2 separate regions of the Mus musculus genome follow, and region 1 is linked to region 2. A link is a contact called in public Micro-C data. All regions are on one chromosome and are shown on one strand. The core of a region is the stretch at or near the end of the contact, and the rest is flanking DNA. Distances in the headings are between cores, read along the strand shown. Region 1 overlaps Nfib (nuclear factor I/B). Region 2 has its middle 120 kb from the start of Mpdz.

What was found. Hi-C and Micro-C count contacts between places; a contact is called where the count stands out from the background.
Region 1: a contact with region 2 is called in a Micro-C map of the AtT-20 cell line, with 5 times the contacts expected there. The contact joins two enhancer-like sites. A contact is called at or near these places in 13 of 484 Hi-C or Micro-C datasets (the AML12 cell line, the AtT-20 cell line, the N1E-115 cell line and 9 more) and 3 of 115 datasets of contacts at active chromatin or transcription factors (embryonic forebrain, embryonic stem cells and neural progenitor cells).

The regions. Positions count from the first base shown.
Region 1 is chr4:82,286,740-82,291,703 of GRCm38.p6, forward strand. It overlaps Nfib (nuclear factor I/B), which reads right to left. Exons shown (of 12, transcript NM_001113209.2): 12 at 3,434-4,964. Among named protein-coding and RNA genes, the nearest start is that of Nfib, 220 kb to the right of the region's middle. Within about 2 kb of position 1,647, at least 21 of the 459 cell types and tissues checked have an H3K27ac peak or open chromatin away from gene starts, as enhancers often do. A contact at or near this core is called in the AtT-20 cell line, where this site is marked.
Region 2 is chr4:81,563,546-81,568,308 of GRCm38.p6, forward strand. No RefSeq gene overlaps it. Among named protein-coding and RNA genes, the nearest start is that of Mpdz, 120 kb to the left of the region's middle. Within about 2 kb of position 2,681, at least 32 of the 459 cell types and tissues checked have an H3K27ac peak or open chromatin away from gene starts, as enhancers often do. A contact at or near this core is called in the AtT-20 cell line, where this site is marked.

The DNA of each region.
Region 1 (4,964 bases), core at 397-2,896, 720 kb after region 2:
ATCTTTGTTTACAAATAAGACAGAATGTCCTTATCTGTGTCTTCCATCTATAATCTGACCAAGTAGCTGGTAAGCAATAAAATGGTGTCATCGTGGTTTCACAAAAGTTCACAGCTAATGGCATGGCTGAGCATATGCCCATATGGTAGCCTCATTTTTGCCCATTCTTAACATTCCAGTTTACATGAAATACTTCATAAAACAGGAACCAACAGCTTCTGGCATAGAAATAATTAATTCTAATTTAAAATGTACTTCTATATTTACATATACAATGTGCATGGGGTGTTTTGCCTGTATTTTGTCTGTGTACCACATGTGTGGCTACTGGGCCAGAAGAGGGTGTTGGATCCTTTGGAAATGGAGATAAAGTAGCCAGCCACCTTGTGGGTGTTAGGAATGCAACACAAATGCTCTGCATGTGCACCACATGCTCTTAACTGCTGAGCCATCTCTCCAGCCCCAGTGTGTCCTCTCGACTCCAGCACTGGCCTCTACTTGATAAGTCTCGGTAATAGGGATATTTGAAAATGCTGATTAACTTAAATCTTAATTTTTGTTATTATTATAAAACAGAGCAGGGAATAGCTTAAGTGAATATTTTTAAAAGTTTTACCTGGGTTCTTACAATGCTATGATTCCATTATTGTAATTTCTCTTATTTCCTTCTCTGAGCAAGTAATATTTAAAAAGCACATTAGTTTTATATAAACAGAGAATTTGGCAATGTGAGGAAGAATAATTGTGAGAAATAAGCATGGTAAAGTCCAAGGTAGGGTTGACAGAGGATTCTGGTCTCTTTCTGAGATTCTCTTGTCTTCTGCACCTGTGGAGCAAAGGACTGCTGGCACAGGTGCTGGGGCCCAATGGTACCCTGAGCTATAAATGATACATGCTCTACACATTTTCCTCAAAGGCCACACTATTGTGGTGGATGTTTCCAGGAAGCATTGAGCCTCATAAAAGCTGTACTCATGAACTGTATATAGCTTTCAGCTGCTACTGTTGACATGACTGTCCCTTCCCAGGACATTGGAAGTCCATGCTTCCCATCCGTGAATTCTGCCTGCTTACCCGATTGTGCTCTCTGCCTGTATCCATTTGCATTCCTAACCTTTACTATGGGGGTAAAGAGGTGTCAGAGACTGTAGACCCAAATTGACCCACAGTCACACCATCTGTATCAAAGATAGCAAGTAATTGTCTCTTGGCAAAAGTAACTGTCCAGCCTCCACTCTGCTTTTAAGACTACTATTCAGGCCTTCACGTGAGTTACTTGGATTGTATCAGAATCCAGCAGACTGGGCTGTTTAAGAGTATACTGTAGACGTGGAGGGATGGGCCACTCTGAACAAGAGACAATAAGCCTGAGATGTGCCAACCCTGAGTGGAATGGTTAATCTGCCCAATCTAGGGAGAACACTGGGGCATGTAGAGCCTAGTGAGCTGGGAGAGAAGGGACAACACAGGAAAGGGGATTCATTCCATCAACGGAGATGGCCCAACTTCCTGTAGTTGTTGCATCGTGTAAGGAATCTGTGGGAGTTCCCCCAGATAAAACTGGCAATCCTGGAGCTCCCAGTCTCCACCAGTCTTTCCCAGTGTTGCCAGATGTCCTATCTGGGTCTAGCCCTCCCCTCCCCCTTCCCTTTTAGGAGGAAAGAGTGGCAAGTCCCATGGAAGAAACACAAATGGCACCCACCAGCTTGCTGGAGGGAGGAGGTGAGTCACTGCATCTTTGCCTTATGCTTTTTCCCTCAACTACATCTGTTCATGACTTGGGACTTTTCTTACATACATTTTATCCCTTTTGAGTTCTGTCTCCTTTAATGAACACCACTTAGGGAATTAACACACTTATGAAATCCATGCTTTTCTCTCATCCCAGAGAAAGGAAAATATTGACATCACCTGAAGAGAACTTATAGAAAGTATGATAAGATCATCTACAGGCATGGTTTCTACTTAAGACATGGTCTGGAAGGAGTCTGTGGGCATGTCTGCCAGGAGAGATTTGCTGGCTGCCATATAATTAAAGCTAACAGTGATACAAGAAAGTAATGACTCCAAGCTATAAGAAATTCTATTATTTCTTCTATCCCAATGACAAAAACTGACTGATAAAAATAATTGTCTTCACTGAGAAAAAAAGTGACCTGTACATCCTTGACTGATGTGTAAATCATATTGTATTACAATACCTACAAGGTATTTTGCAGAGAGCTGTACCTGCAAAAAATTATTTCTTCTTTCAGCCTCAGAAGCACACAGGCATTCTCATCGATAACTACCTTTATGAATAAGGGAACCGAAGAAAAGAAAGGTTATAAGCCACTGTACAGCTGATGACTGGCTTTAGGATTTAAAACGAGACTTGGCTGTTTCTGCCACCTCCTCTGGAACCACTATCTTTATCTACCTCTAAATCTTAATTGGTGCCAAGAGAAACCAAAGTTTTATAGAGGCAAAACATTTCTTTATAGGTAATTTCTTTCAATTTCAGTGATATTTTCACATTTGAAAAGTTCTTATTCTTCTAAGAAATCCAGTTAGTCTCTCATCAAAGTCCATCAAAGATGTTACATTTCCTGTTAGCATAGCCAAATAATGTCCACAGAACCCTAGACATAACAGGGTGAACACACCATACAAAACTGGTCTGGGGTTGCAAAAGGAAGCCATCAAGGATCTCAGATGTGCCTCAGCAAGTTTTTGTTACGATGGTGAAATTCCAGGCATTTTCTCTCTCTCTTTTCAAAGAAGCTCGCATTACCTTTTAATTTTATTTATGCACATCACTCAAACAGATCGGGGAACCATTTAAACTCATTCCTTTTCAATAAGCTATTATTGAACTCCAGCTGACTCCATTCTTGGACGATGCATTCAGTGAGAGTGGATTCTAACCTGGCCCTTGGCTCAGAAAGAGAATATCAGCTCTGCTTGCCCTAAAGTTCTGCGCTCTCTTTGAAACCTAAGACGATACCCTTTCGCAGATATTTGCAGAACAAAATTCTACAGTGTTCATATAACCACTAAACCCACAGTCACAGGGAGGGGCAAGGGTTTCCCTTCCCTTTACAGTGTGTGTGTGTGTGGGTCCTTGTGGCTTTCTGTCCAACAGACCACAGTCTGGTCTCTGTGGCACACGCTGTCTTCAAGTCGCAGCTCAAAGGGTGTTCTGGGTCTGAAATTCTGTACCTGCACTTGTATTTTCATTATCACTGCTGAAAAAATCGTGGGAGGAGGAACTACACAGATAAGCAGTTCAGCACTGAACTGAAATATTAACCCTCCCAGCTGCTGGAAAGTAAGCTGGTGTCACCCAACGTCCAAATGTAAGGGCCAGGATCAACTTTCAAAATCCTACTGACCCAGCATTCATGCTGAAAGAGCATCAAGACATTGAGAAAAATAAAACACGAGGCCAGAGTCTGTAGCATAGCTCATTTTATTGTTTTAAACAGTTTTTGCATAGGAAATATATCCGCTTCCAGTAATTGACTGCAGTATGAGCAGCTGCTAGCAGTATAGGCTGGATATAACAGTAACAATCACATTAAGTCAAGCTTGATTTACACCAGTTTAAAACTTGTGGCAATCGAGTTCATTTGCGACCCACAAAAAGTACACAAAGAACATTATCCTCCAACCGGGCACAATAAAACCTTCACTAACATTCCGGCCCAGTCTGGGGCCTATCCCAGAGGCCCGAACTCCAGAAATTAAGTAAGTAACTGTCCTGTAATACATCCCACTGCTAAAGGCTTGTTACATGGAGATTATGCATGTGCCTCCTTTTACTCGTTTTATTTTTTTTCCAAAAATCTAATTAAAACACAAGGTTCTGTATTTATGGCCCAGGAGGACAAATATGCCAAAAGTTTTAAAATGGATCAACCCTGGTGTGTGGCTAGCAAGCAATGACTGACTACTCGTCACCTACAGTTGTACTAAATGTATCTAAAGAAACACACAGTCCTACAAAAGTTGTTCTCAGAGAAATATCATTGAGGTGGGGGTACCTCGTCCCAGGGTGCTCAAAGTTCTCAGTGACAGAAGCACAAATGAACCGCCCGATGACGACGCCAGCTGACGCAGCTTTGAGACGCCTATGCCTGGGAGACAGTTGCCCCTCACATTCCACAACGTTGTAGAGATTTTTTTTTCCCAAGAAAATGTCATTTGAAACATATTTACAACTGAACTCAACAGAGACTGTGAAATTGGACAGGCACTGCTCATTTGTTTGAGTTTTTTGGTAAACATTTTGCTGGTTTTTTTGTTTTTTGTTTTTTTTTTGTTTGTTTTTGTCTTTTTGTTTCTTTCTCATTTTGCATCAACTTTTATCAGTCCATGCAACTTCAATGCCCTCGATGAAGAATGCATAATAAGCCATACTTCTTTTTTTTTTCTTAAAAAAAAAAAGACTTCCTTCTGCATAAAGAGATATATTTGCCACATCAGTCCCTGTAGCACAGTTTTCAAAACCATTCTGTCAAAAATACAGTAATACAAGACTGGCTTGAGTGACACTAGCATACACTGCTTTTCATGTTTAGGCCACCTTTTGTTACTGGTACTGTATCATGCAATAAAAGTTATCAAAGGCTTAATCTAGGGTCCCGTAGGCTAGTGCCACTGAAGCGCTTTCACAATCTCAACATACATTTGAATTGCAACACACAGATATTTCTAAAGAGTATTAACTACTGAACCCTTTTATCATTAAAAAAAAAAAACAAAACTACTTACAACCATTGAAGAAAAATTGCAACAAAAAAAAATGTAAAAATTGACCGTCTCCAACTTGTCCCCTTTACTATTAACAATGTGACCAACAGATCTGTGGCACGACACAGTACAAAGAGTTGTCATGGCAATGAGTTTGGCTGATGCAAAGGTCATTGTGCAGGGTCAAAGGGCAAAATCAGTGGTCCATGTTATTCCCCCCAGTGCAGGGA
Region 2 (4,763 bases), core at 1,431-3,930:
CGTCGGGGAAAGCCTGTGCAGTGGAGCCAGAGCATCCACGCAGCAAGCTCAGGCCACTCTGCTCCTTCCTCTGTCAGTAGGAAACGCTTGCTTTGCCTTCTGGTGCCTTCACACCAACATTCCTGACTCTCTCACACCCGCCTCTCGTGTAAAGCTTGTCAGGTCTCACTTGGTGAAGTGAGTGAGACTGGAGAACATCAGAATGTGCTGTTCAGGAGTTCTGCTTCAGAGCAGGGAGCCAGGCTGCATAAAAATGTGGCCAACGCTGCAGTGCGTGGGGGGATTTAAGGCAGCGGCAGCACTCACGGAGTGAGACCAATGAGATTCATTGCAGGTGTAGACCGTGGCAGTCTCCACGAAGTCTGGAGCAAGGGCTTTGGCAGGAACATATTTTTTATTTTATTTTTCAGTTCTTTGATTGCCTTAATTAAAATACCCATTGCAGCAAATGTTAGCACTTAGTAAAAGAACCCAGTGTATCTTTGCCTCAAAGTTGTGTGAGAATTAGAAATGATCTATGGTTCCTAAAAGAAATAACCATAAAGAAAGAGCTTGGATTTTTTTTTTTTTTTTTAACACAGCAAGAAGCATGGAAGTATAATGTAAGAATCTGAAACTTCCATTAAGACTTCTCAGTTTTCGGAATCCAAGTTTCATATTTGTGCCTGGTGGTAGTAAATGCGAATGTTAACCCAACCCTAATTGTTTTTTAGCTTTTGCCCTGACTGTAATAAAGGCTCCCAGGCTAGGAAATGGTTCACAATTTGTTAGTGGAACAGGAAATTTTTATTGGTAGTGGAGCATCCACATGACTGCTGATTTCTATTTATAAAATTCTTCGCATTTTTCCTTCAGGTTTACCAAGGGATTTGGTATTTTCTAAGACATTTAATTTGGTGTCTGGGTGCTTCGCTAAGTAAATAAACAGAAATTTTCTTTCTGTTGCTAGACAAAAAAAAAAAAAAAGTTTTCTTTTAGAAGTCAGTAGAGGGCGCTGTTGGCATTTGATTTGGCTTTCTAATACCGTAGATGTTCCCTTCTTAATTAATTCAATGTTTGAAATCAAACCTCCGTTTAAATGTAATGATATTAATATGTGAGAATAGATGTGTAAACGTGGAGATTTTCCATTCCCATTAAACCCACAGAACCAAAGGTCTCTAGTTCTCCTCTGAGCCCCTTTGAGAGTACTTATGTATAGAAATGTTGGCTGCTATACATTAAAGCTGCACACAGTTGAGTTCATGCATCCAGGCAATGATTCAACATTTTGGAGACTGATTGCAAGTCGGGGAAGAAGGCAGCTTCCTGTGGTTTTCAAGAAAAAGGGGGAGAAAAGAAGGCAAAAGAGACATTAGCCTTAGAGCCCTACTTTTTAAGTTTTTCAAAAGAAACATTCTATTTGCTAGGTTTAAGGTAAAATTTATTATAGTTAATCCAGGAGTAAATATGTTTTGCAGTTAAGATTCTAGGTACATTTGACACTATTTTTATCCTTAATTTTTAAAAAGTTATTCTATTCCTTCTATTCCAGTTTGAGTTCCTTGGCCACAGGCTATAAAGATTACCACAGTCCCAGTATTTGAAGGATATTTCTACTTTTGGTTCATAGACTTTCATTAAAATAGACTACAAAATAACAATCTCTAAGAACCCCACTCAAGTTTTGTATTTATTTGGCTGATACCTCTATGATGTGTGTGCACTAGCTGTAAGTAGGAAACCGTGGATCTGTGGGGAACCAATGAAGAGAGGATGGAGACTTTATTTTCAAAGGGCCTCCAAGAATAAATACACAGCCAAGCAGCCCAGGTGAGCAAAATGAATGCTGGCTTCTGATCCATCTAGAGTTTTCTCTGTAAAGTGAAGATGAACGTAAAGTGCGCAGCGTTTAAATCAGTGACATTAAAGACTTACCACTTTACCAATCCTAAAATAGAAAATGACTCTCGGGGACAGTGAAGGAGGCAGCCTTCTGTTTGTGGTATTGTAGCAACGGCTTCTGAGGCACCCCTCACACACATACCGCTGTTGCCCAGGGTGGAAGGCTCCTTCCCTGGGTTGCACAAAACAGGGCATGCAGTTGATCGTGTTTCTGAGTATACAAAGAAGTGCTACTTTCTGGGGACAGTAAAACACATTGCATTTTGCAAACAAAACATCAAGCCAAAGGCATGTCACTGTTCACAAAACACATGGAACTTGTTGGAAGGCAAAGGGAAAGAGATCGTTGGCGTTTTAGTGGAAAGGTAGAAAAGAACTATGATATCATCAGGCAGCATCGGGTTCTCTCCGATCGTTTACACTCTTTAGTGTGTCAGGGTTGGTCTGTGCTTGTGTTGATTTCCGGCCTTCCAATCGAGATTAGTTTTACTTTTCATTCTCATAGGAAAAGCGTGACTCTGTCGTTCAGGTAGAATCGAAAAACAAATAGAAATGCTTTGTGGTTCTTAAATGATCTAGATAGCTGGGCAAAAAGGCCCAGTACTATTGCAAGTATAATTTTAGGTGAAAATTTTGTTCCATGTGAAGCATTAATTTTAATAGAGACTTATATATAAATGCTCATTTGAATAATAATGTAAAATTAAATTTAAATTGTAAATACCGTCCAGTACTAGCTGTTTTCTGGCTCGAATTCTTCAGCACATATGGTGCTAGCATAAGCTTGTGCCTGTCTGCCTACTCTGGGTAATTTTGCATGCAAATAGTTTTAGTGCCTATGTTGAGGTGCTAAAACGTGTTTAGTACACTTGAAAATATTTGCATTGCAAAAGGAGAGTGAATCTCCTGAGGAAAATCGAATTGATATTTTGTATTAAGAGACCACTCTGGGTACCGTGTGGTCTTCTTCTATGAAGAATTCTGTTTACAGTACAGCTAGCATTTTTAATTGACCTTTAGAAGAAAAGGTCTGGCAATAGCTTTGCCAACTTTATAAACCGTTGGGCCATCTTCTGGCAACGTTCTTCACACGAATCAGTGGGGCAGAGAGAGAAGGACGTTATCTAGCGGCTTTTGCTGGACTGTCACTTCTCAAGCCTCAGTTTGGTGGACTGGTAAGAGAACTCTGAAAATTATAAACCCAGTTTCAGCTGGAATGAGCCTAACCAATTAGCTAACTAGCTAACCAACTAGCTCAGGGAAGGCTTGCATGCAGGGGAGCAGCCGTGGTTGCCGGGCGTGAGGCCCCACACAGGGTTCCATTTGCCTCAATCCCATCTGCTGCATTTACGGGAACCAGTTCGTTAAGTCTGAATTGAATCCAAATAAAATGCGTTTCTGACGCAAAGCCGATGACTGGTGCCATTCTCCACTGCATTATGTCAAATTAGAGTTTGTTTGGAAAAGAGGTTACAGAGAGCCTGTGCAAATGTCGCTTGCACGGAACATTGATCGAGTAAGAGTTCTGCACAAATTCAACCGCCACTTGCTATAAACAAATTTGCCCCTCCCTAGTTTGACTCCTATTCACCAAGACTGAATCAAAATATTAGAACCTCTAATGAAGTAATAAATAAAATTCAAGACAGGCTAGTAAAAGGTTGGTGGAACTTCTCTGACAGCCATCTTTTCCACGTTTTTAGAGAATTTCATTTTATTACCTATGCTAGTTGGGGAGGAGTGCGTCCTTATAAAATGAAAGTAGTCCAGTGTCTGCAAAAGAACCAAATGATAAGAGGCACAACGGAGGAAGCCAGCATAGAGGATTTCCCTCCCTGCATCTCTCTCCGTAGAGAAGGGAGGCCATGGGATGCTAATGACTTCTGTTGTTGGAGATGGGCAAGTCTGTTTTACCCCAAGCTCCACCAAGAAAGAACTGCCTACTACAGATTGGATGGAGCTTAGAAAGAACTCCAGGGTGTACTCCGGATATTTGTTCTCTTCATCCCTGTCACTTCCCGTAGTGTCTAAGGTGTAGTAGCATTGTGTACTACTAAATATCAGAGATAGGTAGCAGGCAAGAGACAAAGGGAACTCTTTACAAACACAAGCCAGCTTAGAAGGGCTGTCTTTACTATGGGATGAAACTCCTGGTGGCAATCTATTTCTTTACTTTTTTTTTCCTTTTGGGAAAAAAAAAAAAGAGGCCTCTGCTTTATGTAGGACCTTTGCACATCCATCAACCTATTAAGCAACTAAATAAAGCAGTATATGAACAATAAATCATTTTGAATTTCATGCATGCACAAACCTTTTGATACCAAATTGACAAGAGAAACTTGGGTCTGGAGGAGGCTACAGACACTCCTCCAACAGTGTTGCATGTAAGATTAGGAGTTGTTCTCCACTCCTGTCAACTGCTCATTCTGGGTTCCAAATCTCGGGGCTTCTCTTTCCTCTGGTGATGGTGGAGACTAGGATGCTCAGCATGGAATTGTGTGTGTGTGTGTGTGTGTGTGTGTGTGTGTGTAAGAGCCTGCTAGCACATGTGTGGTTGAGGGGGTGGGGGAGCACGCTGTTCAGGATAAACCCACCACACATTTCTGCCATCACAGACGGTGGGCAAACAGCTGTCTGCACAGCTGAGACCACTGGAGCTGCCTGCCCTGCTCCAGTAACTCGTGAGCACATGGCTGGTCCCTGGATGGCACCATGCCCTGTGCAGCAGAGAGGCCCCAGCTTTCCCGAGGCTGAGCAGGCGGGGACTTTGCCACCAGACACAATAAGCATGTGAAATCAGGTCTCATGAATAATTCATCCTTAGTGTCCTATGAAACAAAGAAATGGTATGTTTGCTGGGAGATAACCATGTTCTGGCA